Regions from separate parts of the Mus musculus genome. Here regions 1, 2, 3, 5, 6 and 7 are each linked to region 4. A link is a contact called in public promoter capture Hi-C data. All regions are on one chromosome and are shown on one strand. The core of a region is the stretch at or near the end of the contact, and the rest is flanking DNA. Distances in the headings are between cores, read along the strand shown. Region 1 holds the start of Ptpra (protein tyrosine phosphatase, receptor type, A). Region 2 holds the start of Ubox5 (U box domain containing 5). Region 3 holds the start of 4930402H24Rik (RIKEN cDNA 4930402H24 gene). Region 4 holds the start of Zc3h8 (zinc finger CCCH type containing 8). Region 5 holds the start of Atrn (attractin). Region 6 holds the start of Snrnp200 (small nuclear ribonucleoprotein 200 (U5)). Region 7 holds the start of Dusp2 (dual specificity phosphatase 2).

The links. Promoter capture Hi-C pulls out the DNA fragments that hold promoters and counts their contacts. Capture Hi-C pulls out chosen DNA fragments and counts their contacts.
Region 1: a contact with region 4 is called in a promoter capture Hi-C map of liver, with 5 times the contacts expected there. The contact joins the promoter of Ptpra here to the promoter of Zc3h8 in region 4. A contact is called at or near these places in 2 of 39 promoter capture datasets (both in liver) and 1 of 115 datasets of contacts at active chromatin or transcription factors (astrocytes).
Region 2: a contact with region 4 is called in a promoter capture Hi-C map of liver, with 4 times the contacts expected there. The contact joins the promoter of Ubox5 here to the promoter of Zc3h8 in region 4. A contact is called at or near these places in 2 of 39 promoter capture datasets (both in liver) and 1 of 115 datasets of contacts at active chromatin or transcription factors (astrocytes).
Region 3: a contact with region 4 is called in a promoter capture Hi-C map of pre-B cells, with 6 times the contacts expected there. The contact joins the promoter of 4930402H24Rik here to the promoter of Zc3h8 in region 4. A contact is called at or near these places in 2 of 39 promoter capture datasets (liver and pre-B cells).
Region 5: a contact with region 4 is called in a promoter capture Hi-C map of adipose tissue. The contact joins the promoter of Atrn here to the promoter of Zc3h8 in region 4. A contact is called at or near these places in 3 of 39 promoter capture datasets (liver and pre-B cells) and 1 of 9 other capture datasets (adipose tissue).
Region 6: a promoter capture Hi-C map of liver shows a contact between it and region 4, with 4 times the contacts expected there. The contact joins the promoter of Snrnp200 here to the promoter of Zc3h8 in region 4. A contact is called at or near these places in 2 of 39 promoter capture datasets (hippocampal neurons and liver).
Region 7: a promoter capture Hi-C map of pre-B cells shows a contact between it and region 4, with 2.8 times the contacts expected there. The contact joins the promoter of Dusp2 here to the promoter of Zc3h8 in region 4. A contact is called at or near these places in 4 of 39 promoter capture datasets (hippocampal neurons, liver and pre-B cells).

The regions. Positions count from the first base shown.
Region 1 is chr2:130,448,947-130,452,247 of GRCm38.p6, reverse strand. It overlaps Ptpra (protein tyrosine phosphatase, receptor type, A), which reads right to left and starts at 1,970. Exons shown (of 21, transcript NM_001163688.1): 1 at 1,690-1,970. Gm52562 (predicted gene, 52562) reads left to right here and starts at 678. Exons shown (of 3, transcript NR_165481.1): 1 at 678-713; 2 at 804-955; 3 at 1,465-3,301.
Region 2 is chr2:130,628,623-130,631,646 of GRCm38.p6, reverse strand. Ubox5 (U box domain containing 5) reads left to right here and starts at 1,609. Exons shown (of 7, transcript NM_001255993.1): 1 at 1,609-1,731; 2 at 3,012-3,024. Fastkd5 (FAST kinase domains 5) reads left to right here and starts at 1,645. Exons shown (of 3, transcript NM_198176.3): 1 at 1,645-1,731; 2 at 3,012-3,024.
Region 3 is chr2:130,838,529-130,841,540 of GRCm38.p6, reverse strand. It overlaps 4930402H24Rik (RIKEN cDNA 4930402H24 gene), which reads left to right and starts at 1,396. Exons shown (of 37, transcript NM_029432.2): 1 at 1,396-1,577. The coding sequence starts at 1,495.
Region 4 is chr2:128,942,125-128,945,400 of GRCm38.p6, reverse strand. It overlaps Zc3h8 (zinc finger CCCH type containing 8), which reads left to right and starts at 1,381. Exons shown (of 9, transcript NM_020594.2): 1 at 1,381-1,553. The coding sequence starts at 1,477.
Region 5 is chr2:130,905,006-130,908,396 of GRCm38.p6, reverse strand. It overlaps Atrn (attractin), which reads right to left and starts at 1,902. Exons shown (of 29, transcript NM_009730.3): 1 at 1,430-1,902. The coding sequence starts at 1,836. A730017L22Rik (RIKEN cDNA A730017L22 gene) reads left to right here and starts at 2,001. Exons shown (of 3, transcript NR_015523.2): 1 at 2,001-2,186.
Region 6 is chr2:127,206,954-127,209,946 of GRCm38.p6, reverse strand. It overlaps Snrnp200 (small nuclear ribonucleoprotein 200 (U5)), which reads right to left and starts at 1,561. Exons shown (of 45, transcript NM_177214.5): 1 at 1,409-1,561; 2 at 810-973. The coding sequence starts at 1,453. It overlaps 1810024B03Rik (RIKEN cDNA 1810024B03 gene), which reads left to right and starts at 1,667. Exons shown (of 2, transcript NM_198630.2): 1 at 1,667-1,772.
Region 7 is chr2:127,334,300-127,337,425 of GRCm38.p6, reverse strand. It overlaps Dusp2 (dual specificity phosphatase 2), which reads right to left and starts at 1,267. Exons shown (of 4, transcript NM_010090.2): 1 at 789-1,267; 2 at 528-649; 3 at 1-177. The coding sequence starts at 1,188. Gm46762 (a long non-coding RNA gene) reads left to right here and starts at 1,875. Exons shown (of 3, transcript XR_003953899.1): 1 at 1,875-3,126.

The DNA.
Region 1 (3,301 bases), core at 721-3,220, 1.5 Mb before region 4:
CAATTATTATTACTCTAGTAGCACCTATGATGTAACTGTTTATATCCACCTGTCTCCCATTGGTCTGTAATCTTCTCAAAGATAAGAATATGACTTTCTCACTTTCATTTTGCATCTCAAGTACTGTGGCTGGCAAATAGGTGGTATATGAATGCACTAAACCAAGGGGTTTGCTTTTCTGGTTCTGTATTCACCCAGATAATGATCAGTGGTTAAAAGGTACCTAGTCAAAAGTCTCCTGGATCTGACCATGGGGCCACTGGGGCAGAGAGAGGAGAAAGGTAACTGAGGAGTTGTTGGCTTTTCAGGGATAGTCAGGCAGATGCTGAGAAGCAGGTAAGATTTTGGGAAGCCTGCCAGTTTCTCCCAGGTGTGACAGCCGTGTAGACATAGAGAATCAGAGTCTGCAAGTCCCGGTATGGGCAACCCACACTCCAAGCAGGCTGCCAGGAAACACTAGGAAACATTTCTCTTGGGAGGTGGTTGAGGGGCTTCAAGATAACTAGGACGAATTCTATCAGGGAAGTCTTAAACAGGACCCAGAAGAAGCCGGTCCGCAAGAAGCTTCTCAAACAAGGAAGGCCCGGAACCAGGCAAGGAAGGGTGAGAAGGGGGACCCTGAAAGCAAAACCCTCCCACATATGAGGGGGTGGCCGAGCCGCTCCGAATGGCTAAACACAGCGTGGAAGAGAAAGGAGAATGAGAGGACTGAGGTAACCATCAAAGATTAAGTTCAGGAAGGACTGCCAAGAGCCTTGTAGGGAACGGTAAGGCATCTGGGTTTTCCTCCATCTCATTCACAGAGGAAGGAAAGTGAAGGAGTTTTTAAGCACACAAATGACAGCGTCTGATCTACGTTTTCGAAAGGAGTATCCAGACAGAAAGATGTTCATCCTGTCCCAGTCTTTCCTCATCCACCATCTTTTGGTTCTCTGGCTGCTTCAAGAGTTAGCAGGTAACAAGTGGTGCCATAGCCGGGGACATGAGGCTGGTTTTCAACAGAAATTCCCTATCCTAGCCAAGGGCTTCGGCCGACATCACACTCTGTCCAAGAGGGTTTGGAACATTTTTTTGCTTGTCCTACAAATATCATCACTATCAACAACAAAACCCTCTAATAGACAGGATCATCTCTGCCTCTGTAGTTGTTATTTTTAGGAAATATTAGGGGCTCAACCCCCCCCCCCCGTGGCAATTTTTAAGAATTACTGAAAGTAAACACAGGAGATGTGCGTTCCCAAGTGGCTGCTTTTGAATTCTGGGTAGCTTAAGTCCATATTTTCCTTCTTAAGCATACACAACAGTTGGGAATGGGCGGCAGAGAGGGGCCTGGGAGTAGGACCAGGAAGGGGTCTTAAGGGGAAGGTGGGAGGTGGGATGGTCACTGCGTGTGCCACCTATCTCCTCCCATTAAATGGACCTGAGCAAATCCCATTTTCGCTGCTCAAAGTTTTTTTCTTTCAGAATGAACTACGGCAGCGCCCTGGCCCGGGCCGGAGGAGGACGTCCGCAAAGTTCCAGCCTGTCTGTGTCCCGCACGTTTCCGGGACCCCCTCCCCCTGTCCACGGTGCCAGGATGCACAAGCCAGAGGCGCTCCTCCAGGATAGGATCCAGGGACCGCTCCCACGCGCGGCCGAGCCACCCCACCTCCCCGAGCCCTCCCGACGGCGGCAGGCGCGAACGCTTACCGAGCCCGGCGCTGGGCGGGACCGCGGGGGACGCGCACGGCAGCTCCGCCTCAGGACCGCGGCGGCGTCTCGGCCCGCCGCTCCCCTCAGGGCCGCCGCCCGGTCCGCTGCTCGAAGCCCCGCGGCGGCGGCGGCGGCCTCGCCTCCATGGCGAGGAGAAGCGGCAGAGAGAGGACTGGGCTGGAGGCTGCGATGGCGGCGTGGTCCAGGGGTCTGTGCAAGATGCCCCCGCGAGTCCCTGTCAGCGCCTCACTCGCCGCAGCCTCTCTCCCGTCGCGGCCTGGGCTGTAAGGCGCTTCGTCATTGGCCGTTGAGAGGCGGGCGCTGGTTCGCTGACGCCGGGCGGGCGTCTCCGCCTCCGTGAGCCCCACCCCTGCGCGCCCCGCTGCGCCGCGGAGTTCCCCGGGCGCACTGGGGGTCTCCGGGTAACAGGACAGGACGCTCCCTATCCTCCCCTGGCACACGTCTCCCACCTAGTCACGGTCCTAGGCCCCCGGGCATGGGCTTTTTTCCTTGTTTACAGATGAGGAAACTGACACCAGGCACAAGCCACACCAACTGGTGAACTCAGGCACTCGAAAGCCATCTCCATCCTTCTCCAAATGTGATCCTCTCTCTAACACACCCCGCGCCTCTGCCTCTGCCTCTGCCTCTCTCGCGCTCTCGCTCTCTCTCTCTCTCTCTCTCTCTCTCTCTCTCTCTGTCACACACACACACACACACACACACACACGAGAGAGAGAGAGAGAGAGAGAGAGAGTTAGTTGTAAGGCACTTAAAGGATGTAATTGCGAGAAGAATTTGCCTAGTACCTAGGACCGGTCTAGCTCTGAGTATGTCATCTTAAATAAACCAGCCCACATCATCCCCACCCGAACCCTAGGGAAATCTCTCTTGCTTTCCAGATGTGCAAGCTGGGCCTGATTCTCTAGAGCTGGATGGAAGCACAGCACACGGTGCTCCGCAGCGAGCGGGGAGATACTTCTTGATACATGCATAGTGGTCAGGAGAAGATTGAAAGCGCTGAGAGAGACCAGGGAAGCGAACAGCGTTCTTTGTGCATCTAGCTTCTAGGAACCATAAGTCGATTTTTTCGGAAGGTAGCAGTCCTCAGTTTAGAGCACTTTGGATGCTGCTAGACCTAGGGCGCCAAGTTAGAACTCTATGCAAACACCCTTCCTTTATTTGTTGAATAAGTAAGTGTGCGCAGACCAGAGCCAGGACCTGCAAATGTGCGTTGAAGCGGGCCTTCTTTAAACTTCCTCCCTCTGGGTAGTAAAAACCTCTCCTTGAGTTAAGATTTGTGACTCTTGATCTCCCTCCTCAGGGCCATCTCAGTGACAGTCTACAAGACCTCTATCCTGTCTCCTAAATGTCAGACTCCTGCCAATGAGGTCCGCTCCTCCTACAAGTTCCAGAAGCCCATTTCCTAGAAAGTACAAAGTCTATCAGGGATGCAAATACACAGCAAATTGAAAAGTGACCAAATGAAAAGTTGGGTCTTTCACTAGAACACAATACTTTACAAAACAAGACCAACACAGAACAAAACAAATCTGAAAAATACTGGTTCTTGGCTAAGAAAGCAGCCTCTTGGCTTTAGAGCAAACCC
Region 2 (3,024 bases), core at 360-2,859, 1.7 Mb before region 4:
TTTTCCTGGGTGTTGGGGAAATGGCTCAAACAATAAAGTGCCTGCCATACAGGTATGTAAACCTGAATTTGTATCAGCAACAACAATATAAGAGCAGGCCCTGAAGCCTGTTCTGTCTGTAACCCCAGCACAGGAGCCACTAGGTCTGTTACTAATCATCCAATCAGAATCTGTGAGCTCCAGTTACAGTGATGGACACTGTCTCAAAAAGTAAGGTAGACAGTAATTGAGGAAGTTGCCTGATGGTGACCTCTGGCCTCCATATGCGCAAGCCAAGAAAGTCCTAGAAGCATGCAATAACTCTTCCTTTCCAGTACTGTTGACTAGAGGTGGGCTATAAGCTCCTCCCACTTCATAGGAGACTAGGAAACAGCATTTTGCAAAGAGAAACTAGATTGTCATGGCTGCCCAGGAGCAATCAAAGTTTGTCCCCTGGGGGTGGGATTTTTCACTCTGGGTTCATGAGCAGGTTGTAATCAGGTAAGAAGTCCCCAGTCAGTGAGGGCCATGTTACCAATGGTCTGGAAGGCACAGATGTTCAAATGTTCACAGCCAGGCAGGCTGCCTTACATAGAACCCAGAAGCTGGGATGCTGGTCTCAAATCTCTTTGTCACAACCTCTTATATAGCCTGTTTCCCCACCAGTGCCTTGGAGAAAGTATGGTATCTCTCTCAGTTTTCCTTCACAGCGTCTCAAATAGATGGCACTGACAAGGCTGAAGACTGAATAGACACCGACAGGCCTGGGACAGGCACTTCTGTTACATAGGACTTGGGAGAATCTTTCTTACCTTGATAGCCAAACCAGCCACGTGTGAGGCCCTCCTAAGGGAGGTAGACCATCCTGACCTACCCACCTTCAGTTCCAGCTCCACTTTTCCCTTCCCTTCCCTTCCCTTCCCTTCCCTTCCCTTCCCTTCCCTTCCCTTCCCTTCCCTTCCCTTCCCTTCCCTTCCCTTCCCTTCCCTTCCCTTTTCCCTTTTCCCTTTTTTTCCCTTTTTCCCTTTTTTCCCTTTTTCCCTTTTTTTCCCTTTTTTCCCTTTTTTCCCTTTTTTTCCCTTTTTCCCCCCTTTCCCCCCTTTCCCCCCTTTCCCCCCTTCCCCCCCTTTTCCCCCCTTTTCCCTTTTTTTCCCCTTCCCCCTTCCCCCTTCCCCCTTCCCCCTTCCCCCTTCCCTTCCCTTCCCGGTCTCTTTATATAGCTATGGTTGTCCTGGAACTATTTTGATCAGGCTGGCTTCGAATTCATAAAGATTCACCTGCCTCTGCCTCTTTAGTTCTGGGATTAAAGACGTGCATCCCTATGCCGGGATCCTTGCATACATTTTCATCTATCCATTGCTAGTTCCTCTTCTGAAAGCATTTTCACTATTAGAAATGCATCATGATTCTCTTTGTATAGATGACAAACTAGGCTTGAAAAGTTTGTGTGACTTCTTCAAAGTCATAAAACCCAGAACCTGTGCCAATTACTTCTGCTCAATTACTTTCAAAGCGACCCATCCAGGATAATATTTTTCCCTCTCCATGTTCTAAGGTCAGAAACTAGAAAATGGTCATGGAAAACTTCGACTACGGTTTTTTGAACCTCAGCGGCTCCGGTACCAACGTAAGCGGAAGGTGAGGGCCGCTGGCCGGAAGTGGGTTGTGGAGCGGTTGATGCAGGAGTCTGTGCATTGACTTACCCGGGGCGGCCCGGGACTGGAGTTAGGGAGCTGCCTTCGCGGGCTTCAGGTGAGTGGGCGGCCGGGGAGGACGAGGTGGCTCGACTTGCTGCCTGCACTCTGGCCTCGCCGGGTCCGGGCCGCGCGCTCCGCCATCCCGGTTCTCCCGGGCCTGCTGCGCTTCCCCGCGGGCTGTCCTCGTGCCGCCCCGGAGCACCTCTCAGCATCACCCTCTAGGGTCACCTTATCACGGCGGACTGCTGTGAGAGTGGGTCCGGACGGCGCTTTTAGCCCCCTGCGAGGTGGAGATCGAGTCTGCGTCTCTCACGGGGCTGTTGTGATAGCAGTCTCCCTGGTCTCTCCGTTCCAGTGTGCACGTGAAGCCCTAGCAAAGTGACTTAGCCTAGGGTCTCGGTCGGCGCCTGCGAGTCGGCGTTTCTGATCAGCTTTTCGCCAGCACTTTGAGCAGCGTTTGATGTAGGGCTTAGGACGGGGTGAGGCAATAGGACAAATATCCTTTCTTCATTTTAAGCAGTTTCTGGTTGTACAAACCCAACTCGGGCCAGGAGTGGTTCTCCCTTCTCTTTCTCCCCCCGGGGATAGGAAGTAATTGCTCCTTTTCTGTTAAGATCTTTTTGCTCTAACTCGGGAACTCTGGACAGGAGCCTTTATAGTCGATAGATTCACGCCTCTTCTCAGAGGCTACATTGCTCACTTGGTGTAGGCATCTGGGCATTGCTTCATCCTGTGACGCTCATATATAGATACTCCAACGTCAGAGGGAACTGGTATTTTGTGCTCATGTTTTCTGCACTTTGCCCACACTGAGGACCCAGAACAGTGCCTTTGTTTTTTGTTTGTTTGTTTGTTTTTTGTTTTTTCGAAACAGGGCTTCTCTGTATATCCCTGGCTGTCCTGGAACTCACTTTGTAGACCAGGCTGGCCTCGAACTCAGAAAATCCGCCTGCCTCTGCCTCCCGAGTGCTGGGATTAAAGGCGTAGAACAGTGCCCGGCTTAGAACATTGCCTTTCTAGAACTAGGTTCTAAGGCTTACTGTCCTCAGTTGCCGAAGGCTAGCCCTAGGGAATTTAGTCCTGCTTGGTAGACCAAAATAAAATCTGAAGACTACTATTTCATACAGCTGAGAGTTGTGCCGGACTGATGTGCCTGTGTGTCTTTCTCATTTATCTATCTATCTATCTATCTATTTATTTATTTATTTATTTATTTATCTATTTGGTCCCCAACGGAGTCTTGGCATTTATCATGTAAATAGGTCAATTTATATTTTTTTATTATATGTGTATGGGTGACTTCCATTTATGCATGTCTGCACCATTTGTATGCAGTGCTGGAGGAGGC
Region 3 (3,012 bases), core at 147-2,646, 1.9 Mb before region 4:
CTGCATACCACGACATTGGCCAAGCAACCAAAGGCACACAATTTTGTTCTGTGCTACAAATTGTAGTAGCCTTCCATCTGGACATGATGATGCAGGCCTGTAATCTCAGAATTTAGGAGGTTGAAGCAAGAGTTCAAGGGTTCAAGTTCAGGGGTTCAAGGTCAGCCTAGGCTACATAAAACATACCAAATGGAGGAGGAAGGAAGAAGGTGAATATCACATTTGCTTGTAGAGAAAAGATGTATTCTCAAAGCTGATTAACAGAGCTGGAGATGTATATAATGACTGGGTGCGTAAAAGCTCGAGGTGTTTCAATAAATTGACTGTTTAGCAATTTACAGTCTCCTGGCTGTTAACAGTGGTCTACAGAACAAAGCAGCTAAGAAAGGCTCTTTCATTCGGAAGCCTGGTCATTGCGCTGCTGATTGGGCTGCTGTCAATGATTAGCTGGGTTTCAGAAGCTGTTGATAACTGGCTGATTTGGAAGCCCCTGAAGAGAGGCTGTCTCTGATTGGCTGATTTTCAGATACTGTGTTGGTTACCTCTAAACAATGGTTACACATTCACGAGTTGGGTCTGAAGGCAAAATTTTATTTTCCTTTAAGTATAAAAATAAGCATTTTAGTTCCTTCTCTTTTTCAAACCTGCAAGAGATACCTTGGGGATTGTTAAAATCTTTATGAGTGGAAGAAGGATTTTTTTCAGCCAGTACTATTTATAAATAATTCAAAGGCTGATCATTGTAGCAGGGAAACTAGTCTTGTGGTGTTATAATTTACCATGAAAAGATGAATTTAGGACACGTAGGACATCTTGACAAGGTCGATATGTGATGCTAAAGTAGACCTTGTATATAGTAAGCAACTCTCCACTTTATGCAGGAAGGAACTTGGGCTCTGAGATTTTTTCTGGCCCACCGACCCACAGCTGGAAACAATTCTATCCAGACTCTGAACTGCAAAGGCAGGCGTCTCCTGGGATACTGTGAGCACACTGATGCCAGTGCTCTCAACAGGCCGCATCGCTAAGGGGCCGAACGTTCCAAGGATGGATAGGCAACTGATGTGAAACAGATAACTGTAGCCAGGCAGCGGTCCAGGACACCTAGAGATAAAGCCAAATACAGACCAGAAGAAGCCTAGCCCGGCCCTCGCGGGAGCGAGACCCCGCCCCGGGCGCGTCCGCGAGCGTGGCTGTAGCTCCCGCAGAACCCTCACCGCACTGAGAGACCTTAGGGCCCGGAGGTGTGGTGTCCCGGAGCCTGCGCCTGGCGGCCCGCACCCCAAGTCCGTCTGGCTCCTCCGCAGCACGGTGCGGCGCTGGGCCGGACTCACACTGACGCCCCCGCTGCGCGCGCTCCCGCCCCGCCCCCGCGTGCCCGCGCGCGCCGACCCCGCCCCCTTGGCGCACCCTCGCTCCGCCCTGCCGCTGGCCCGCAGCGGTGCCGGCCCCAGCGACCCTCCGCGGCCCCCAGGTCCTACGCCGCCAGCCTCCATGGACTCGTTCGACCCCCAGCAGCTGGGGCTGTCCCCCGCGCGCTTCGCTGGCACCTTTGGCAGTGGGGCGGCCTCCGTCAGGTATGCCGCGTCGAGACAGCCGAGGGTGGCCCGGGATGCGCCTTGGGGCGGCTACGCCTCGGGCGGCAGGGCGTGGTCTGATATGGCTTCCTTGCGGAGGATTGTTTCAAACGGCTCTGAGAAGAACGTTTGCCCAGGGACAGGCGGCCTTCTGGAGGGACCCTGCTATGTCTGTAGCTCGACAACCCACTGCGGTTTCCGGGAAGACCCCATTGTGACATCCCCACCCCATGGACCGGTTTTCCCTTAAACCTTCCCCACCGACAGCCCACCGCTAGAGGCCCTGTGTTCACGCGAGTGGAGCTCCCGAAACTGCCGCGTAAACCCCTTTGCTCCTAGGTGTCCAGACCCTTTGCCCCAGACTGCCGCTCGATTATAGAGTTTCCAGTCCCCTGCGTGTACAGGGAACTCCGCTCACCTGTCCCTGGCCACTGCATCCAACCCCTTTCCCTTGGGGAGCACCTGTTTCAGGGGCTTGAAGGTCATTGGGGGCGCAGGAAGAAAAAGGAAACTGGATGGAGAGGGAAAAGGAGGCTCGGAACCCCCCAGAGCGGCTGACACTAGGTTCGTGATAAGGAGTGCGGGTGGACTGGAAGGGGAGTTGATATTAGGGAGTGCTGCCCTGCCCTTTTCCATACAGAAGATCTGTTTCCAATTTCTGCTCTCTGTCTTTGGGGCTGACCTTGATAGCCGTCCGGGCTTTGTTTGTGAAGGAGCTAGTATGCGGCTGCCAGAGAAACGCGGAGGTTGGAGTGGTGGAGGTGTTGCAGTAGGAGCCTATAAGAAAGGGAAGGGAGGAGTCATTGGGGTTTGGGTACTGCTAACCTGTCATTAAACCAGAAGAGGCCTTTTTTGTTTGCTTACTTGCAGCCATTTGGCAAAGCAATATGCTATTGTTCCCTTGAGTGGGGGTTGTCAACTAATATTAGAATAGCTTATCCTATTTTCTGTCTTTTTTTTTTTTTTTAATTGAGACCGGGTCTCACTGTAGACCAGGCTGACCTTGAACCCGAAAAGATCCACCTGCCTCTGCCTCCTGAATGCTGAGTCTGTGCCACCGTGTCTGGCCGGCTTTTTCTGTGTTCTTGATTGAGTGTTGTATTGTGTTCTCTCTCTCTCTCTCTCTCTCTCTCCTCTCTCATGTCTGTCTCTCTCTTCTCTCTCTCTCTGTCTGTGTGTGTGTGTTTCTTTCTAGTATTGAGGGTCAAATCCCAATACATTGCTTTTGCTGGACAAGTGCTATAGCACATCTAGCCTTGTGTTTTGTAGAGTTTTGTTGTCTTTTATCAAAACTATGAAGAATGAAAATGACTTTTTTTTTCCTAAGACAGAGACTCACTTTGTAGGCCTGACTGGTTTTGAACTCACAGATCCACTTGCTTCTCAGTGCTGGGATTAAAGATATGAGCCACTTTGCTTGGCTTCTTTTTTATTT
Region 4 (3,276 bases), core at 132-2,631:
ACCTCCTTGAACATAAGATTCAGTTCCATTTCACTTCCTGGTGCCCCTTTAATGTCAACCACATATTTTGTATTTTTCCTTTCAAAGCCTGCTACACTTATTCAAAAAAAAAAAAAAACCTCTTCATGAGATTTAACCAGAGAACAAAGTCTATGTTGGGCTTTTTTGAGACTTCCTTTGTCAATGCAATTAATATATATATTTACCTTAGCCCCACATAGACTCTCAGACAAGGGCAAAAAGCAGCCACATTCTTCACCAAAATACCACAAAAACAGTCTCTATGCCACAAACTGAAAATTCTTCTCTGAAACCTCTTGGGCCTGGTCTGCACAGTTATTCTCAGCAAGTCTTCCATATTCCTACTAGGATGGTCCATTAAGCCCCATTTAAAACATTCCACCGCTTTCCAAATCCAAAGTCCTGAAATCAACATTCTTCCAAACAAAAGCATGGTCAGACCTATCCCTGGTACCAGCTTCCATTTTTTTTTTTCTTGGTTTTTCGAGACAGGGTTTCTCTGTATAGCTCTGGCTGTCCTGGAACTCACTTTGTAGACCAGGCTGGCCTGGAACTCAGAAATCCACCTGCCTCTGCCTCCCAAGTGCTGGGATTAAAGGCGTGCGCCACCACGCCCGGCTACCAGCTTCCATTTTATTTAGGGTTTTACTGCTGTGAACAGACATCATGACCAAGGCAACTCTTATAAGGACAACATTTCATTGGGGCCGGCTTACAGATTCAAAGGTTCAGTCCATTATCATGAAGGAATGAGCATGGCATCATCCAGGTAGGCATGGTGCAGCAGGAACTGAGAGTTTTGCATCTTCATCTGCAGGTCTCTAAGACTGCACCCCCCCACCCCCCCACCCCCAAATAGTCTTAATACTTAGTACTTTCTATTGAATTTGCCTGCTTTAAATATATTTATGTGTTTACTCAGAAGAGATCGTCTAGGTTCCTTTTTGTGCAATTAATTTTGCTTGGTCACCTGTCAATTTTAAAGGGGCTGGAAGAGATATATGGCTCAATAGTTAAAACATAAAGGTCTTGCGTTCTGTTCCCAACACTCATGTCAGGTGGGTTACAATAACTGGCCTCCGCGGGCATCTGCACTCATTCTCTCTGTCTCTCTCTCGTACATATAAAAATAGCACAGCTTTCTAAAGAAGAATCCTAAAGATTATTTTAATTTTTTAACGACATTGTAGTGCTGCACTAAGGAACGAATCGGACATAAGTACAGAGAGTTGCGCGTGCGCAGCTCAGGCACCGAAAGCCTCCCCACCAACGGTGAGAACTGCGCATGCGTGGTAGGGCTGGCCAGGTCGCGCGGAGTCGCGCCCAAGCAACATGAGCGCGAGCGCGTGCGCGTGCGCTGGGCGGAGCGTGTGGCCCTTGGCGCGACTGTAGCCTCCGCTTCGCTGGTTGTTCAGTACCTGCTCGGCGTGGAGAGGAACGGTCCCTGTCTGAGTTATGGATTTTGAAAATCTCTTTTCAAAGCCCCCCAATCCGGCCCTCGGCAAAAAACCGGCCGCCGACCCTGAGGAAAGGTGATCCCCACGTTCTGGTCCTTTGCAGGGCACCGCTTGGGCTCCGCCCCCTCGCTCCTGGAAACCGGCGAGCCCTGGCTGGCGCGTGGGCCGGGACCGGAGCGGGGAGGTCGGAAGGGGAAGTGGGGTGGAAGTCAGAGTAGGGACTGCGGGCGAGGGCAGTGGCCGGGCGGCGGGAGGAGGCCCCAGCCTCTGAATCTGCCCCCAGGGGCCGGCTGCTCCCCTTGCACGTGCGCTTAACGTGTTTGCTGTCAGTCACCTCCGAGGTGGCTTTGCCGGCACCTCGAGAGTTGAAGGATACATAGACTGCTCTGCCAGTGATCCTGAACCAGAACTCCCAGAATAAAGCAGCAAGCATCATTTCGGCTTAGTTTTTCTGTTAATTTGGAAAAGCGTGTTGTTAATCTCGTACTTAGTCAGAGTGCGGGATTTCTGTGCAGATACCCACTCACTTTTTAGGTTTTTTTGGTTTTTGGTTTTTTTTTTTGGTTTTTTTTTTTTGGTTTTAATTTTTCGAGACAGGGTTTCTCTGTGTAGTCCTGGCTGTCCTGGAACTCACTCAGAAACCCGACTGACCCTGCCTCCCAAGTATGGGATTAAAGACATGTGCCACCACTGCCCGGCCCACTTTTTAGTTTTTTGAGTTGATAATGCCCTCAAACTCCATCTCTCCTAAATCCTTGTCTTCTATGTTCTCTCTTTCCTCAGTGGAACCCTTGACACATCCTTCACGAGTTTTTTTCCACCCTCATTAAGATAACATTACAGTGTTGGGCTGGGCCTATTAATCTCAGCATTTGAAAGGCAGGCAGATCTTGGGAGACTGGGACCAGCCTGGTCTAAATAGCAGGTTCCAAGCCAACCTCAGCTACATAGGGGAAACACTGTTTCAAGGGGAAAGGATATATGTATATGTTCACTGCTCAGTCTCAAATACCTTAGTGGAAACTGTTAGCCTAATTGGGCTACCATAGCTTTGCTGTGTAATTAATGTGAAACTTTTTTTAAAAAAGATTTATTTGTTTTATGTATGTGAGTACACTATAGCTGTACAGATGGTTGAGAGCCTTCATGTGGTTGTTGGGAATTGAATTTTTTTTAAGGACCTCTGCTCGCTCTGGTCAACCCCTCTCAATCCAGTTGGCCCTGCTCCATCAGTCCCTGCTTGCTCCGGTCCAAAGATTTATTTATTATTATACATAAGTACACTGTAGCTGACTTTAGACGTACCAGAAGAGGGCGTCAGATCTCTTTACGGGTGGTTATGAGCCACTATGTGGTTGCTGGGATTTGAACTCAGGACCTTTGGAAGAGCAGTCAGCGCTCTTACCTGCTGAGCCATCTCGCCAACCCTAATGTGAAACTAAAAGTTTCACATCAACCTTAAGAAGAAAGTGATGGTCTCACATTACAGATGAGAAAATTGAGGCATAGAGGATTAAGGTGCTCAAGTTACTTCATTACATATGAGTTCATCACCCAGCTTCTAAAGCAGAATCATTCATGGAAATTAAGTCCTGTTGATACTGTGAAGAAATGGACACATTACTTGCAGGTGATAACATGTAAGAACAACAAGAGAAATGAATTATAATTTTTAACATGTATGAGAACTGAGTAAGGTTAAAAAAATAGTTAACACTTCAAACATGTATAAAACAATATACCCACTTACTAAAGTTTGGCTGAAATATGTAAGGGATACTTGGATTGGCCAAAAGAT
Region 5 (3,391 bases), core at 653-3,152, 2.0 Mb before region 4:
GCTAAACTATTAGACCAACCCCCGAAACACTGGTGCTGAGGTTCCTTGGTTTCTCCATTGTAAAACTTAAGAGTTCATCTTGCCACTGATCTCTGAGTCCCCTAGAAGATCTAACAGAGATCTATTACTTTAACATTCCAAGCTTCTCCCTTACAACTCTCTTCTACTACAGGGGCACTGGCAAAACTCCACCTTCTGGACTCTACCACTATGTCTGCAGCTTTTTTTTTCCATTTGGAATTCTTCTCCCCAACTTCACGCTTGCAAATCCTACTTAACCTCACATGCTCAAATTCAATGTCACCTCCTCCTCCTCCTCCTCCGAGACTTCTCTGCTTACTGCTAGCCAGTCACACACTCTCTGCCCCTTCATTTCCACAGGTTCTCTTATGCCAGGTTCAGGCCTCACTCAGATCAAATGACACTCAAATGGGTGGCTTCTAATGTCACCACTTATCGGAATCCTGGAAGACCGACCACCTGTTTGTATTTTGCTTTTAGCATTTACCACTATCTGAAATTATCCTGCTCATTCCTTTTGCCTAGTTACGTGTTGACTGCCTGTCAGCCCTCACTAGAACATAAGATCAATTGGAGCAAGAATCAATCCTACGCCACGTTCACATTCCCTCACTTTCCCACGTCAAATGGGGAACCCAGTCAACAAATATCTGCCTGAGATATGGATGACACTGTAGGTCTTATAACTTCCCCTTGCTGTGTTCCTAACTTCTTGTGGACCACATCAAACTCTGGATGATGGATCTACCTGTGTGCATTATCCAAAAATTCTCTCACAACAGAAGCAAATAATAGATAAAAGCTAATTAAAAAGTGATCTCTCCAAGAGGTTCTGCCCCAAACCAAGCCAACTGCATGTTGTGGAGAATCTAGGGCTAATAGGATTCTCCTCTCTAGACAACCCCGTTCCAATAGGCCAACAGTGAGGATCCAAAAACTAGTTTCTTCACTTTCCTTGGAACAACAACCAATGGTACTTTTATCCCTGAAATCTTACAACCCAGCCTTACCTTCTATTTTCACCCAACATGTCACTTCCTCGGCTGTACTTCTTCCAGACACACATATCTCCAATCTCTTGGGCTGGTCAAAGGCAAGTGCTGAAGAACTCACTCACTCACCGTTTCCTTGATACCTCATTTATCCTAAATAAGCCCGTTTTCGAGGTGGGCTTTTATACTCTTCAGGACCCACATCTAACCCACAGCAACAAATGCCTCCCGAGTGTTCCCGTTCCTTCTCAATCTTCCACCACAGGCAGACCCGAAGGCCACCAAATGAACATCCCTCCAGGAGGCAAGCCATCATCAAACACAGTGGGGCAAATTCTACCCTCGCGATTTCAAGCCCTGCACCTGCCTTGGGCCTGGAACATCAGGCTGGGCCTGCACTCCCCACCCGCACTCACCTGAAGCGGCCCCCGCAGTGCTGGCATTGCTCGCCCACCCAGCCCGTGGGGCAGACGCACTGGCCGGTGCCAGGGTTGCAGCGGCCGCCGTTGACACACGGCCGGTCACATTCCTTGGCCTCGGCTGCGGCCGAGCCCGACACCGCCGCCGCCACCGCAGCGGCCTCGGCCTCCCGGGGCAGCGGCAGCAGCAGCAGCGAAAAGAGCAGCGGCAGCAGCGGCGGCGGGGGCAGCGCCCGCGACAGCACCCGCGGTAGACACAGCCGGGCGCGCGGTCCCGGCCTCCAGGCCCCTGTCGCGGTGCAGGGTCGGTGCTGCCTGCCCTTCCTGCCCGCAGGCGCTGCTGTCGCCGTCGTGCTCCCCCTCAGCCGCGCCTCAGTCGCCGCCGCCGCCGCCACCGCCACCATCTTCCTGGGGCTGAGCCGGCGCCCAGCGAACACATACACACCCCGCACGCCGGCTCCCCTTCGCCTGGCCGTGCTAGGCGGGGCCGGGCGACGGTGGCCCGGCGGGTCCATATCCAAGGCGGGGCTCCCGCTGTGCGTCGGGCAGGGGCGGGGCTGGCATGCGCGGGGGCGGGACCAGGGCCGTGGTCTTCCGGCGTGCCCAGCATGTAGACCTGCTCAATGCCAGGGTCTTAGCGCGGATGAACATCGCCTAGTCTACGGAGGCTCTTTGCTTTCCGCACCGCGCTACGACGAGTTAGCCAGTACCTCCTTACAGTGGCTGCCTGGCTCTGCTAGACAAGCTGACTGTGGTAAGTGTTACCCTTTGGACGCCTCCAAAGCTCAGCTTATAACCCCAACTCCATTTTGGTGAGAAACCGGACCCAAAAGGCTAATGATGTCGTGTGTTGCTAGCTGAGACCTGAAGAAGTAGTACTTACTGCATTCGCGTTTCTAAACTAGGGATAACAAAATGGCACGTGTGTTAATTAAGCACCTGCATATGAATAGATGTGTAACTGACTGAATGCACACACAGCCAGGCTTTCCTTGATAGCGAGCGGATTGAACCAGTGGCAGACCATGTCTATGTGTACCTTAAATTCTGCAGGAGAAGTTTAGCATTATCTTGTACCCCACGACCTATCCATATTCTCTGAAGAAAGAACAGCCCAGAATTACCGGGAGCGCTCTCAGCTTGCACACCCTTCTTGCTAACGCCAGTGCCTCTCCTACTCCCAATGATACATACTTCCCAATAGCATAACCTTGTATGGGCCACTACCCTGGAATGTACGCTGGACCTTGACTATATTAAACCGATAGAAGGATATGGTAAAGAGATAACGTGTCAGTTCCAGCTCTGATCTTATTTTTTGTTTCTTTTGTTGCTTGGTCTGGTTTGGGAGGTATTTGTTTATTTGTTGTCCTGGGATTCTCCTGCTCTTCCACCTTGGAAAGATTCATACAGAGGTCATATGGAGAGAAAAGGTCCCAGGCAAATGAATCTGGTAAGCTTATAGCTGGAAGAACAGTCACTGAGTGAAGAAGCCATATGGGTTGTTTTAGCCATCTGAGTTGTTCCACTAAAAGAATAGATAGATAGATAGATAGATAGATAGAGATCTATTTAGTTGGCTTACAGGATGCAGTCCAAGTAGTTCAACAATGGCTGTCCCACCCTAGAAAGGTGCTTGATCCACAAGACTGGACTCCACAGTCCCAATTCGGTGCTGGAGTCCTAAAAGATTCCTGGAGATCTCACTGCTGATCCAAAGAAGTCAGTTCTAATATCAGTGAGGTAACGCTGCAGAAACTTGATAGATGACCTTCCCTCCAAGAATAAGAACAAGCAGACAGAAAGCAAAGTTTCTTCTTCTCTGTCCTCTTATCTGCCATGAGAAAGTGCTACACAGATTTAGAATGAGTCTTCCTGCTTCAGGTAATCTGATTAAGACAATTCTTCATGCCCAAGAAATGGTGGCCCACACCTTTAATCCCAGCACTTGAGAGGCAG
Region 6 (2,993 bases), core at 312-2,811, 1.7 Mb after region 4:
TTCCGGGAGGTGGTGGCACAGGACTTTTAATTCCAATCCCAGTGCTCAGGAAACAGAGGCTGGTGGATCTCTGAGTTTAAGGCCAGCCTGGTCTACAGAGCAAGATACTCTGTTCTGAAGAAAGAAAAGAAGAGAAAAGAAAAGAGAAGAAGAGAAAAGAAAAGCAAGGCAGGCAAAATAAAGTAAGTAGTATTTAACTTTTGAAATGAACCCACCAACATGAAAAGACAACAGAAATCATCAGGAAGTGCTGGGCAACAAAAGGAGAGAAGGGTTGGGGAGAGAAGCTTGTAACAACATGGTGGAGGTGAATTACAGAGAGGAGATTAACTCAAGTCCTGAAAACAGTCGGGGATGGGGCTGGAGAGAAGAGTCGAGTTGTTCACCCCAGTACTGCTTTCCAAGAGGACCCAAGTTCAGTTCTTAGCCCCACACTGGGTAACTCAAAACCTCCTGTAACTCTAGCTCCAGGGACTCTCAAACCCTCTCTGGCCTCCACACAGGCATCTGCATACGTGTGCACAAACCCACACGAACATACACATGCACGTAATTAAAAATAAAACAGATCTTTTAAAAAGATAACCGGAAGAAAATTAACATCTATGAATCAGAAACGAGTCAGTAAAAGGTATCAATAGATTTTGTTCCACTTCATTACACCTAAATCCAAAGAAGCTCTAAACCTTGGTTGTTGTGCACACACCACTCATCTTCCATATAAACTTGAGTAAAACTACTGCTCTAATGCTAAAGATGGGCTTTACATTAGATGGAAAAATAGCATCCAGCATCCCCTTAGTACTTACTTGGCCCGTCTTTCTTCCTGCATCTGTGGTTTGGTCCGTTGAGCCTTATCTCCCATTCGGGTTCCCTCCAACTTCCCAACCAGGGACAGAACCTCTCCCGTCGGTTCATCCCGGCGGGTCCGGTCAATGAGAGAGCGGTCAGCTTGGAGCACAAGATTTGAGTTCTGAAAAGATCATACTTTATCAAAACTTTGATATGTATAGTTTTGAATCCTGTTATTACAGTGACAGCAGATGATGGGAAAACAGTGGAATAAAAAAAAAATCATGCTCTTAAGAAGAAATAACATAGCATTACACGATGCGCGAGCACTATTGCTGTCTGAGAAGGTGAACGACCAGCGCTCCTAAGAGCATCCACAACAGCCCACATTTGGGTAAAATGTTGGGCACATTGCGGGTAAAGAGAAGAAGGTGCGAGTTTAGCGCTGAGGGGGCTGGGGAAAACCCAACTCCTAAATTCTCAAGCGCCCCAAATTCCACGGGGTTTTTCCTTCGTGTTTTAATCCATCCTTCACCCAGCTCTGATCTCCCGCTCAAGTGTCCGTGGCTGTCCACGACCTCCCCTGTCTGCACCGGTCCTTCGAGACCACACGCACCGCCTTGTACTCGTACTGCAAACTGCGGGCAGTCACATCCGCCATGGCTGCTGATGCTCCGGGAACTCAGGGTTCCACTCTTCTTCACGCTCCGAACCGCTTCAGCGAACCGCCCTGGCACAACAGGTACAACGCAGGACGAACGTAAGGGACGGAGAAAAGAAACGGACTTGCTTCCGCTTCCGGGACGCCCGCTAAACGTGAGACTTTCCGGTTACTAACCACTGCTTCTGGGCGGGGTTTGCGGAGATGTACAGTAGTACATCCGGGTCAAGGATTCCATTGACCGACGAGACACACGCGCGTGCAAATTGTGGTTCCAGGCATCTCTACCTGCGACAGAGCCAAGGCCCAACCCCTAAGCGTATGTTGAAAGTCCCTTTCTGTAATTCTTTTGGTTTCTCATACCAGCCATCCTGTGAGGCAGGCAGACATGCAGGCAAACGGAAACTAAGGGATAAGGAAGCTGAAGGTTCAAGCAAGTTAGCAAGACAGGCATGGTGGCGCATTCCTTTAATCCCAGCACTCGGGAGGCAGAGGTAGTGGATTTCTGAGTTCGAGGCCAGCCTGGTCTACAAAGTGAGTTCCAGGACAGCCAGAGCTACACAGAGAAACCTTGTCTCGAAAAACAAAACAAAACAAACAAAAAACCAAAACAACAACAAAAAGACAAAAAAAAAAAAAAAAAAAAAAAAAGCAAGTTAGCATGTACCTAGTTCTAGTAACCGACTGGATTTCTACCCCAAACCCCTTTCCGCAAGACTCTCCCCTGTGTCAGCTGACTGACGGTAGAGGAAGAACTATTTGTGCCCAATCTTTTGTCACAGCCTGTCAGGACTTTAGGTGTGCGGATTACAGCATATGTATAACTTTGTCCTCCTCAATGTGACACGAATGTTTTACTAAAGAAATATATGAAAAATAAATAATATGTATGGAATTACTATTCAGTTTTATTCAGCAGTAGTGGTACCTTTTATGTAAAGGTGGTATTTAGTCTTTTCATAATTCTCTACACAACACTGAAAGCAAAACAGTGAGTTCTGCTTTCCCTTGATATTTAATAAGCACGAGTGAACCTTAAGTCTGTGTCCTAATCCACCCAGCCATTTTGCTGGCAATTTTTTTTTATTGTTTGGTTTATCATTTACATTTTATTCTATGTAGATAGGTGTTTGGGCTACATGTATGTTTGTGTATCATTACATGCAGACTTCCACGAAGTCCAAAAGAGGGTGTCAGATCCCCTGAGACTGGAGCTGCAGATAGGTTGTGAGTTGCCATGTGTGTGGAGGGGTTGGAACCCAGGTCTTCTCAAAGAGCAGCCAGTGTTCATAACCATTAAGCCATCTCTCTAGCCCTTATCTGGTTTTTGAGAAAAGATCTCCTGGAGTCCAGGCAGGCTTCAAACTTGCTATCCAGAGACTTCTCTTGCACTCTTGATCCCCCTGCCTCCAACTCATAAACACCGTGGCTGCAGCTATGGATGGTTGTGACAAGCTGTACCTTATCATATTTAACAGTAAGAGCAGCATAGTAACCCTAGGTTGGACTCATTTACTTTTTTTCTTCTTTATTAGTAGGA
Region 7 (3,126 bases), core at 18-2,517, 1.6 Mb after region 4:
CATCTGGTTATCTTCTACTGGAATGCTCTTGTAATGGAAAAGACCCTCAAAGTGGTTGGGGCAGCTGGCAGAGACATTGAGAACTGCTGTGATGCCGCAGGCCTGCAGGCCCTGAAGATCTGAGGAGTGGTTGCAGCTGCCCAAGTACAGGTAGGGCAAGATTTCCACAGGACCACCCTGGAGGAGGAAGGGGACGGTGGTGAGACCTCACTCAGCCTTGTGCTGGAGGGCTTGATCCAGACATCTTGGATTGGCTAGAAACAAGAGAAGCTCTAGGCCTTCTGACCAAGGACAGAATTAAAAGTCTTGAGGCCACAAGGGGACATATGTTCAGACACTTTGTGCCACATATGCCTTAAAGTCTGTATGAGGATATATACACGTTCACACCATTTGCAGGTCACACAAACACTCTCCACATCTGGGAATGTATATTGGAACACACCCCTGTCTTTCCCCACTGGCGTTCTCCAGAGGCATCCCTCTAGAATGCACAATGAAGACAACAAATTCGAATATCAACTCACCTGGTCATAGATCGGAACCCTCGGGTCAGAGTTGCTATTTTCGGCCCCAGCAGGAGGCAGGGCCTGGGCAGGAGCTTCAGAGCACAGATCCGGACAGTACGTCTGGAAGCTTTTGAAACCGCCTGTGGGAAAGACAAGAAAGGGTATGATTAGCCAAGAGGTCGGGAACGGGGCACGGAACGTGGGACAAGGGGCTAAGAGCGCGGGGCGCGGAACATGGGAGAAGGGGCGAAGGGCGCAGGGCGCGGGGCGCGGGCTCACCTCGCAAGAAGCACACGGTCGTGGGTCCCCCGCGCATCTCGTGCTGCAGTGCGGCTAGCAGCAGGTGAGCGGGGCCGTCCGGCGGGAGCTCGGCCACAGACGCGCTGCTTTCATCCAGCACCACGGCACGGGCCAGCTCCCCGCGGCCCAGGCGCGCCCGGAGTGCGCGGTCGGGCAACAGACAGGCGAGGGCAGCGGCGGGGGTGCCGCGCGCACGCCGCCGCAGCAGCGCGTTCCAGGGCACCGGTCGCGCGGCGCGCACGTGGCTCCGGCAGAAGGCCAGGAACGGGCGGCAGTCGAGCAGCAGCGTGCGCTCGGCCTCCCGCGGCTCCCGCAGCAGCGCGCCCAGCGCCGCGCACTCTAGCTCGCACGCCGTCTCCAGCCCCATGGCGATCGGCATCGCAAAGCCTCCTGCTTCCGGATGTCCTCTCCCTCGGCTCCGGCGGCGCGGTGTCTGTGTGGCGGGAGCTGACGGTTCTGGGGGCTCTTCGTCGAGCCCGGGCTTAAATACTCGAGGGCTGGCCCCTCGGGTCACCATACAAGGGTAGAGCAGGAAGGCGCCGGTGCCCGCCCCCGCGGCTTCACGTGGGACTCTGGCTGGGCCGCCCCCGGGGCTCCCTGAGCGGACAGGGGGTGGGTGGGGCGGGGCATCAGGGGGAGGGACACGCGGGGGAAGAAACTGGGAACCAGACCGTGACAAGTGTCGGCCTGGAGTCTAGAGGCCCCACCCACGTCTCTCCAGTGTATATGCCCCAGTGCTCCCCACTCTTTGCCAGGCTTCAAGCCACTAAGTGCTTAGGAACTCAGCTCTCAGCTGCACCGAGCCTTTGAGTTACTCAGGTCTTCAGCTTCCTCACTTTTCCCATTTTCTCCCAGGGTTTTCATTCTAGGAATTTCGATAGCAAAAATGGACAAATTACCTGTTGCTACCCATAATGATACACTATTAGGAAAGACACCAACCGTCAGGAAATTGTCCTATTCTCCCATGTCAGGCCCAGGCCCAGGTGGAGGAGTCCTGGAAAGCCAAAGCCCTGGGGCAGGGGCGGGGGTGGGGTGGGGTGGGAGGGGCTTTAATGGGGAAGGGGCGCAGGGGCCTGTGACGAGTTTCCTCTTATGACTGGGACAGTTTCTTTCCCCAGGGGCCCAGGGAAACCCCCAAGAGCCTAAAAAGAAGTAGTTCCCATGCCACAGGCCAGGGCTAAAGAGGAACTCTGTTGACGATGCTGGGCTCTCCCAGGGCATAGCCAGGCCTGGCGGGAATTTCAGGGGAAGAAGGACTATTCACAGAACCTGTTCCCTTCCGACCCCTTAGGAGCTACAAACCCCTCTGGGACAGGCCCTGGTCCCACACCAAACTGTAAGAATGAAAAACTGGGTAACTCACAGCCATTCTGTGCTCCCCCACTCAAGTGCCTGCCCGCCCCCCCCTCCCGGATGTGGTGAGGCCCAGCTGCACGTGGGCCCCCCGGGACACTCCTGCGTTGGGGGCGAGAAAGTTGGTAGGTGGCTGAACTGAAGCAGGCGGGTGGGGACAGTGTTCAGAACCCAGCCTCCCAAATCTTTATTGCCCTGAGCCAATCCTCTGCCTTTACTAAGACCCTTCCAGCATCCCTGCAGATCCTTTGTTTCTTGGAGGCCTGTGGCTAGAACCTGTGGGGACCCCTAACATAAGGTATGGTAGGTATATAGGTGCTCGAGCAAAATATTATGCCTTTCCTCTTGATTTGGGGAACTTGGGGCTTGTGGGGGATACAGAATGCCAGGGAGAGCTACGAGGACTCCTGGACCAGGAGTCATGGACTTGTGTCTCAGTGGCACGGTCATGCAAGTTGGTTCCAGGGCCACAGCCTGGGTCCCTTCCCACCAAGCCTGTCTGGAGGCTGATACAGCACAACTGGCAGCCCAGCCAGGGAGTCTGGACCATAGATCCCTGAAGCTGATAGGGGGCTCTTATCCTTGGCATCAGCCTCACAGATGACTTAATGGCTGATTCCAGGGACAAATTACAGAGCATGGAGGGGGACCATCATGTCTAGTCTTGCTGAACAGAGTCACCTGCCATGCCTGGAGCCACAGCCTTCCAGCTGTGGAGAAGAGGGGAGGCCCTGCTAGCTGAGGTCCCTGCAGCAGGAGTGAAATCAACTTAGCTTTGTGGGAAACTCCAGCCCCTGACTCCAGTGCTGAACTGAGCTGCTGGGCCCCCTGGCAGGGTGAGAGTGTGTCCCTCAGAGTCTGCTGGGTGCCTCAGTCTTTGCATATGAGCCAATGCGGATCTGTCACACATACACCCCAAAGCCACTGTCCTTGGCGTGGTACCCTTTTCAGCTCTGACAAA